2 separate regions of the Mus musculus genome follow, and region 2 is linked to region 1. The links are chromatin contacts, called in public promoter capture Hi-C maps. All regions are on one chromosome and are shown on one strand. The core of a region is the stretch at or near the end of the contact, and the rest is flanking DNA. Distances in the headings are between cores, read along the strand shown. Region 1 overlaps Akap13 (A kinase (PRKA) anchor protein 13). Region 2 overlaps E430016F16Rik (RIKEN cDNA E430016F16 gene).

Region 1 (4,542 bases), core at 898-3,397:
AGTGAGTGTGTTACTCCCGTGTCTTAACTGATATGGTATAGAAATATTATCATAATATTCAAGAATTCTTGCTTTGTCCCTCAGCGCCCATCTTCCATTTGCCCCTTTCTAACGCTCTCTGCCCTCTTCCTTTGGCAGTCTTCTGAAGGACCTTGGAAAGATTATGGCGAAACCTTGGGATTTCTGTCTTGTCACTTGCTGGCTATGCACGGTGTCACATGCCTGTGACCCAGCACTCAGGAGGCTAGGGTAGAAGGACTGTGAGCTGGATGTAGAAATTCAGCCAAGTCTCACAGGATTGAAGAAGGGAAGATTTGCCTTTAAAGCTATATAGGAAGAGAAAAACCAATGTTTTTTTTGTTTTACCTGCCTGCCTTCCTCGCTCTTTCCCTTCCTTCTGTTCCTAAACCCATCACAAATGCATTTTTTAAATTACACTTTTAGGAGGGATATGGGCCTCACTGCTCATGGAGAAGTCAGGTTAAAGATTCTAGCCCTAAAGTTAGCTCATAATGCCTGGAGCTGCATAATAAATAGTTTTAAAATTATCAAGCAATTATGTGTGCTTGTCTAACTAATAGTAAAAAGATTTTTTAGATTTATTTTTATGTTTAAGTATGTGTCTGGGGGTGCGCATGGAGGCAGAAGCAGGCGTTGAGTCCCTTAGAGCTGGCATTACATATTGTATAAGCTACCAACATTCATTCTGAGAAATGGACTTAGGTTCTTAGGAAGAGCAACAGACATTCTTAACTAACTGCTGAGCCGTCTCTCCAGCTTAACTTCTGTTTTTTAAGTTGAATAATTTTCCTTCAGGAAATACTTGCTTGCCTATCTCTTAGATATATAGCATGTGAACAGTTTGTTACTGGTATTACACCCTCTCTGTGCAGAAGAAAATTTATAAAAAGGACCTTTGCTAGATACTGCACATTTTTTCCCAGGGAGAATAGACAACAACTGTTTTTAAAGCTGAAGCCTGTAACTCAGACAAACTTCCACCTACATTGTAAACTCTTCAGTGCTTTAGAGAAAAGCCAGGCAGGGTGAATGAACTTTCACCTCCTCATGAGTGCGTGGGAATGTCCAGATGGCCTGGGACCAGGTCAGGGTGGGGGTGGGGATGACCAAGAGTCCTTGGAATAACTGAGTTTCCTAGTGTTGATAAAATTAAAGCCTACTTAATAATATTGACAAGTCACTCATTCACCTGAATATTTCTATATATGTTTATCTCATTTCATAAGTCCAGCAACCAGATTTTTTTTTTTTTTTTGTCCCTCATACCATACAAGTAACAGAGGTTTTGATTGGTGTGCTGGCTACTTTTATGTCAACTTGATCCAGACTAGAGTCATTTGAATAGAGAAGATTAGCATGGCCCCTGCAGAAGGATTTGTGAAGTGTTCCATATTTTTCCAGGGTGGGAGTGGGGGAGCGCCCTCTTAGAGGAAAGGGGGGGGGAGGGATGGGATAGAAGGGTTCCAGAGTGGCTAAGACAATTCTTCATTTTCTTGATTGGTGATTGATGGGGTAGGGCCCAGCTCACTGTAGGTGGGGCCACTCCTGGGCTGGCAATCCTTGGTGTAAGAAGGCAGTCTGAGCAAGCCGTGTTGAGCAGAGCCTGTAGGCCTCTTCCATGGCCTCTGTATCTGCTCCTGTCTCTGGGTCCCTGCCCTGTTTTGAGTTCCCACCTTGACTTCTCTCAGTGTTGGACTGTCATACAGATATAGAGTAAAATAAAGTCTTTTCTCCCCAAGTTCCTTTCGGTCATGATATTCTATCAAAGCAATAGAAACCCTAAGACAACTGGTAAACAATTTTGTGTAAAATAACTGAGTGACTGAGAAAAACTAAGATTTGCATCGAGGCCTGACTCTTAACATCTCTTCCCTATCTTGTTGCTTTACTTTCAGTTTCTTCAGCATGGCTCTAAAAACCAGCTGGTAGACAGACCCTCGATTCTGCTTTCCTAAAGTCATTCTTACAGTGTGTGCTGTGCAGCGTCAGTTACTTGGTGTCTTCCCAGGGCCTTAAGTTCTTCTCTTTCAGTCTTCTGGGGTTTGGAGGGAATCTTTAGGCGAGCCATTGCCACATGCTTTCCTGTGAACTGTGAGTGGTGCGTTAGCTCACTTCCTGTAGCCATGGATTTATCTTTAGCCCTTCCGAGGTCTCAGTAACAACACGAGCCTCCTGGGAAATGTGACTCTTTGGTGAGTGTTGAGGGCTTTATGTTTATTCTTACAAATATTTGCCTGTTCCTAGGGTCATTTTTAGATCAGCAGCATAAATTTATACTTTGTTTTTAAACTGAGATGAAATCCTGCAATTCTTTTTGGAACTATCTGAGAAAGAAAGTATGTAATCATAAAATAATAACTGATTCAGGACTTAAGATTCTTAGGTAGAATACATAAAAACATAACATGACTTGGGGCATGTCGTGAGTGTTTAAAATATTAGTTGTTTTTCAAGGCAGTAGTATGTCTTATGTATAATATAAATAATAAATACTAGCTGAATAAATGAAAGGCTATTTATTGGCAGTATTAAACATGATTCCTTTAGCTATAGTAACTGTATAAAATTTGTGGTAGTTTTGTCTTTGTTGTGTTTAGCAATATAGTGTTTATCTTTCTATAGATACAGATATAGATAGTATAACTTTCTAAGAGAACTAAACAGGTATTTCCCCCTAAATACTGTTATAAAAGTACAGGAAAAAAAAAAGGACTGTTGAATTTTGCACAGAGCACCCATCCATTTATCTTCCAGCCGCCATCATTTTTATTATGTTTACTTACTACATAAGTGTGTTCTCTTTACCCCATCTTCCTAAACTTGATGATAGATTTCAAAACAAATTACAGATATTTCCGTACACAGGTGTAAATTCTTAGAATCAGTATTCTTCTAAGGTTGATGAATTTGAGGGAGACACACTATATATAAATATATGTATAACTTGTGTATATAAACCCTAAAAATTCATTTGTTTCTGGTTTTTCAAGACAGAGCCATTTTGTGTAGCCTATACTAGAATCTGCTCTGTAGACAAGTCTGTCTTAGAACTCACAGAGATTCACCTGCTTCCTCCGCCTCTAGTTGCTAGAAGTGCTGGAATTAAAGGCATGCACTGCCACTGTCTGGCTTTGGTTGATGGTTGGTTGGTTGGTTGGTTAGTCAGTCGGCTTTTTAAGGCAGGGTTTTTCTGGGTAGACCAGACTGTTCTGGAACTTGTTCTGTAGACAAGGCTGACCTCAAAATCTGCCTTCTTCTACCTTCCGAGTGCTCAAATTAACCACGCGCACCACCACCACCTAGCTTGGTCGTTTTTGATAAACACACCCACTACCTTTGTAACCTGGAGCTGCATGAACACATAGGCTATATAAGTATAACCATGGAAAGTCTCTTTACAAGGCATCCCTTCTCAATGACCAACCCATCAGAAGGAACAAAAAATATTCCCCATCAAAGATTTTTCTCTGATTGAGATTCTCATATAAATGGCATATATAATGTCACATAGATGGCATATAAATCTGAAGAATAGTGTTTCTCCTTTACAGCCCTGGGAGTGAGGTTTGGAATTTGTAGTCATCCAAGAGACAAGCTGTCTCACAGACTGGCCGTGTGTCTCTCTCTCTCTCTCTCTCTCTCTCTCTCTCTCTCTCTCTCTCTCTCTCTCTCTCGTATTCTCACTAGTGATGTATGAGAATCTCAGTTATTCTACATCCTTAGTAACAAACAGTTGTTTCCACTGTTACTGTTTCTGGTATCCATGCAGTATTATCTCATTATGGTTTTGATTTGTATTTCCTGACAACTAGTGATATTAAACAGATTTTCACTTGTCCATTGGCAACTCGTGTGTCTTCCTGTATAGAGCATCTGTTCATATCTTTGCCCATTAAAATAATTGGGTTATTTGTTGCTACCGAGGAGTGGATGATATATATCCTGGATACTGTTCCTTTATTAGATCCATGATTTGCAAACACCTTCTCTTATACCATTTGCCTATTCATTTATGTAAAAATGTCTTGGTTAGCTAAGATTTCTAATTTGATGAAGTATAATTTAATAGATTCTTACTCAGCTTACTGCTTTGTGTGTCCTTCCCAGTTGCTTCTCTGCTCCCTGTCTTCATGTTTTGCTTTAAAGATTTGTAATTTGGGGCTTTTATTTTCAAGATTAAGACATCTCTCAGTATTATATTTCTTTTTTTCTTTTGGCATTCAATATTTTTATTAAACCAATACATTTTTAATTTTATTTTAATTAGGTATTTTCTTCATTTACATTTCCAATTCTACCCCAAAAGTCCCCCATACCCTCCCCTCCCCCCCACTCCCCTACCCACCCACTCCCACTTCTTGGCCCTGGCATTCCCCTGTACTGAGGCATATAAAGTTTGCACGACCAATGGGCCTCTCTTTCCACTGATGGCCGACTAGGCTATCTTCTGCTACATATACAGCTAGAGACACGAGCTCCGAGGGGGGGGGGGGTACTGGTATCATATTGTTGTTCCACCTA
Region 2 (4,542 bases), core at 519-3,018, 3.0 Mb after region 1:
AGAGTGGAGAGCACGGATACATCTGGAGGGTTGAGGAATGTCAGAGATCAGCTCATCAGCCAGAGCTGCTAAAGGAAAGAAAAGGCAGACAACTCCAAAGAAAGGGACCATCAACCATGGAAATGGGGACTCCAGTTGAAAACATCATTGACTATCTCTTTTCCTCTAAAGATTCTCCGGCCCTGATTTTTTGCCTATCTCTTAAGATCTTTCTTTAAAGGTTAATGTATCTGGTTTCCCAGGCAACGAGGTCAAGGACCCAAGCTCAGGCATAGCCCTTATCTGGGAAGGACTGCTGGAGAGTACTGCCCACCTCCACCTCTCTTGCTCTGCTACAGAACGAGAACCTGGATCCCAGCAGAAACTACTCTTCCACAGAAGCTCTGTCTGTGGTCCTGGGGTTCACTTTGCCCCCAGTATTTCCCTCAGTACTAAGGCTCACCTTACTCCTCCCTCAAGACTTCACTTGAGGTCAACCATACCGTCTCAAGCAGCACCAAGACTGGGCTCTAAGCAAATTGTTCTCAGTGCTCCTTTGGCTTGCTCCGTCCTTCCACTAAATTAGAGGTTGGCAGACTTTTTCAATAAAAGACCATACAGTAAATATTCCAAGCTTTCTGGGGCATACAGTCTGTGTGACAACTAAACAGTAAACTCTACAGTTGTGGAGCAAAAGCAGCCAGAGACAGCATGTCAGCAAAAGAGCATAGCTAAGTTTCAATAAAACTTTACTTATGGGCATTAAAATTTGAATTTCATGCAGTTTTGATGTTTCATGAAATATTATTCCTCTTTTGGATTTTCATCAAAGCATTGAAAGTTGTAAAAAAACAAAAAACAAAAAACTTCAACTCATAGTCCACGAAAAAATAGACGTGAAACTAATTTGACCTGTGGGCCCTAATTTGCCAACCCTCATCCTAAATCACAGCTGCAGTGGCTGTCATTTGTCACATTCCTTCTCCACTCAGAACTCACTGCTGCCTCCCTATTTGATCACCACTGAAGTCTCATTGGATTTGAAGGATTATCCTTATTTCAGGACATAGAAAACTTCTATTTCAGGGAGCTTTGGCAACTTGTCTTCAACTCTAATGTCTTTGAGGGGATAGCTGGGGTTCCCTGCCCCTCCCACCGCTCACAAATGCTCTCACCTCTTCCCTGAAGGACCTCCTACTGGTCTGGTCTGTTGTTACTTGTAAGCTTGGCTTGGTTCTCTTTACAATGGACAGGGTGCCTACCTGAGGACAGCAATGTTTCCATGTCTCTCCACAAACTGCCTAACACCATGGCCGGCCCATCTTAGCCACTTAAAAGAGAAAAGCATCACTGTATTTATTGTGTTCCTTTCAGTTCAATACTTCAAGCTTCAAAGGGTCTTCAGTGCTGACCAGAAACCCTGGCATGTTTTTTCTAGAAATTTCTGCCTCTCTTTGAAATAACCATGGATTGCTTCCTCTTCTTTTGCTCTGCCTTCTTCATGTTCTTCCCAGTAGTTCTCCCAATCCAACACACCTTGCTCTCAGCCTCTGGCCTCCCTTTTACAGTTCTGCAAGAAGAGAGGGGGCATGGCTTCACTGTTACCCCTGTTTCACAAAGCCCCCCAGGATCAGGTCCAGACTTCCCCCAACCCATTGCTTTCGCCCACTTTCTCTCACACCTAATGTCCAACCCCAGTCTCACCAAGCCTGAAGCTATTCTTTGAACAGGCAAAGCACATTTGCAACCTGGGGCTCCACCCCTTCCTTCCCTCCCTCCCTCAACTCTTTACTTCATTCCTTCCTCTCTGTGGCTTCCTGGACAAGTTTCCTTCCTACAAAGTCTCCCTGGGATACCCTAACCATCATCTTTACTTGTTTTCACTTCACTTCATTTCAACTTTGCTTTATTCTTTTTTCCAATGTCTTACTTTCTGACATATTCCATATATGCATTCATCTATGTGCTTCATTTGTATCACCCAATGGTTGGCAAAAGCTTAGCTATGGAAAGGACTTGACCTGATTGGCTCAGAGATGTAACCCTGTCCCCTAGAACAAGGACCACGCAGCAAACACATAGAAAACAGTTTTGACTGAGCTAAGAAGATCCACAAACCCCAGAGAATTTACTTTACTATTTATTTTAAATATCCTATCCCTAAAACCTCTTGTCCTAAAGTCTGGGTAGGCCTCCTCTCCTGGCATTAGAGAAGAGTGATTAGAGACTCCTAAAGATGTTACATAAAGCATCTTTATTCCCCCTTCTCCTCCTCCCCCACTCCTGCTCTGGACAGTATCTCCAAAGCCCACTGGCACTTGAGCTGTTTTTGAGGCCTTGTAAACTTTCTTTAACTTGGGAAGCCCAGGGTTCTGCTAGAAACCAACAGTGCAATTACAGGGCTTTTAAACTGCCAAGCTCCTTGGCTCTCTTCTCCCAAGGGGACTCTCAAAAGCAAGATTGTGTTAGGCCAAGGAGAAAGGAGGTAAAAACACTTCACTAGAGAGGAGGGAGTTTCCCGACAGCACAGCAACTGCTTGCTAGGGATAGCCCAGAGGGTTAGGATAAGCTACCTTGATAACAGAGAGGGTTTTACACCCCAAATCAGAACCTTAAACTGAATGGTGAGATTATAGGATTCTGCCAGACAAGGAACAGTTATATACAGGCATAGAGGCACTAGGTTCAGAGTTAAATACATTTCCTTGGCAAAGAACCCTGGAATTGGCCCTATCTGCTCCTCCAGTGGCATCCCCAAGGATGCCACCTGGGACCCTGAACACATGTCTGTCCATTAGGCACCTGTTGTGGCACAAGGATTTTATTGGTTTGTGTATCTGTAGCTGCTTGGGGCTCAGTGACTGGTTTTTAGGTGCCTGGAGTGTGTGATTAATCAATATTTACTAGATAAAGAAACTGCAAAATGGTAAGAGGTCCAAAATGCTTAGAAAAGGGATTCCCAACAAGCCAACTTTGTATGAACTGATAGAAGGGAAAGTGGCAAGGTAAGAGCTAGGCCCCTTCTTAGTTCAAAGCTACCAATCACATCTAGGACCATGGGGGTTGAATGTCAGCAGTGGAATGTTCTAACCTCTGCTCTGCCCCTTAGAATGAACACATTTTTGCCATGAAAACTTTAGCTACCTGGGAACAGAGAGGTGATGCTGACTCTCCCTGAAAGCACAAGGTACCAAAGCTGGAGAATACTTCATGGCTCTTCTAATCCAACTTCCAAAGTCAAAAACACAGAAGGTGGGTATCCAGACCTCTTTGTACAGTCTCCCTCACACTCTGTCAGGACTGCTGGAAGTAGAGAACTGTGATCCTAGTATTATAAAAAGACATAAACAAATACCTCTATTTACCTCAGACAGAGAAATGAGGACAGATCAAAGTATAGATGCCACCAAATTCCAACATGGTGCACTAATGAGTTTTATTGGGGTTACTTCCTTACAGGAATACGGGTGAGAGGTTACTTACAGTAGCAGAAAGACTCAAAAGCCCCTGTGCTACCACCACCACAAAAGCCCACCCCAGCAGAGGTAACGGCTCACAAAGCTGGAAACCTGGGGCACATTGCTCAGCCTGCAGGTCAGAGAGCATCCTTCTGGAGGGTTCTTTCCACCAGTTCAGCTGGTCTCTGCTTCTTGCAGGCTGCTGGGCCTGTCTAAGGGTGGCTGTCTGCAGAGTTTACTGTTTATATGCTCTTAGGACTAGAGAAGCCTGGTTAATCTGGTCAATTTCAGGAACTTCCTGAAACCATTTTGAGTTCTTTGCTTCTTATCTTAAGGAAGTTCCCTAGGGCATTTCGCCTCCCCTCAGAACATCCTGTTGTTTCATCTCCCTGTAAATATCACGTCTTAAGAAGTTTCCCCCACTGCCATATTCAGGGATCCATCCCATAATTAGCCTCCAAACGATGACACCATTGCATACACTAGCAAGCGTTTGTTGCAAGGACCGTGATATAGCTGTCTCTTGTGAGACTAGGCCAGGGCCTAGCAAACACAGAAGTGGATGCTCACAGTCAACTATTGGATGGATCACAGGGCCCCCAATGGAGGAGCTACAGAAAGTATCCAAGGAGCTAAAGAGATCTGCAACCCTGTAGGTGCAACAACATTATGAACTAACCAGTACCCCGGAGCTCTTGACTCTAGCTGCATATGTATCAAAAGATGGCCTAGTCAGCCATCACTGGAAAGAGAGGCCCATTGGACACGCAAACTTTATATGCCCCAGTACAGGGGAACGCCAGGGCCAAAAAGGGGGAGTGGGGGGGAGGGAGTGGGGGGAGGGTGGGGGGGACTTTTGGGATAGCATTGGAAATGTAATTGAGGAAAATACGTAATAAAAAAAAAAAGAAGTTTCCCCCCAAGATGGAAAGTTGGAAGGTAACTTCTGCACAACACCTGAGGACAGAGGTACTTCATCCCTCGGGGCTTGTCCTTCATTCTTCAGAGGGACCCTGCCCTTTGCAGGTACCAGGCACAGGTGACTCATCAGGTATGAGAGACTGCATGGAAGTTCTTTTTGTGTTCCCCCAAATGGAAAAAATGG

What was found. Promoter capture Hi-C pulls out the DNA fragments that hold promoters and counts their contacts.
Region 2: a contact with region 1 is called in a promoter capture Hi-C map of pre-B cells. The contact joins two enhancer-like sites. A contact is called at or near these places in 2 of 39 promoter capture datasets (cranial neural crest and pre-B cells).

The regions. Positions count from the first base shown.
Region 1 is chr7:75,667,539-75,672,080 of GRCm38.p6, forward strand. All of the region lies in intron 10 of Akap13 (A kinase (PRKA) anchor protein 13), which reads left to right. Among named protein-coding and RNA genes, the nearest start is that of AU020206, 110 kb to the right of the region's middle. Within about 2 kb of position 2,148, at least 106 of the 459 cell types and tissues checked have an H3K27ac peak or open chromatin away from gene starts, as enhancers often do. A contact at or near this core is called in pre-B cells, where this site is marked.
Region 2 is chr7:78,710,978-78,715,519 of GRCm38.p6, forward strand. E430016F16Rik (RIKEN cDNA E430016F16 gene) reads right to left here. Exons shown (of 11, transcript NR_015542.2): 2 at 3,124-3,304; 3 at 1,242-1,549; 4 at 1-22. Among named protein-coding and RNA genes, the nearest start is that of E430016F16Rik, 5.0 kb to the right of the region's middle. Within about 2 kb of position 1,769, at least 6 of the 459 cell types and tissues checked have an H3K27ac peak or open chromatin away from gene starts, as enhancers often do. A contact at or near this core is called in pre-B cells, where this site is marked.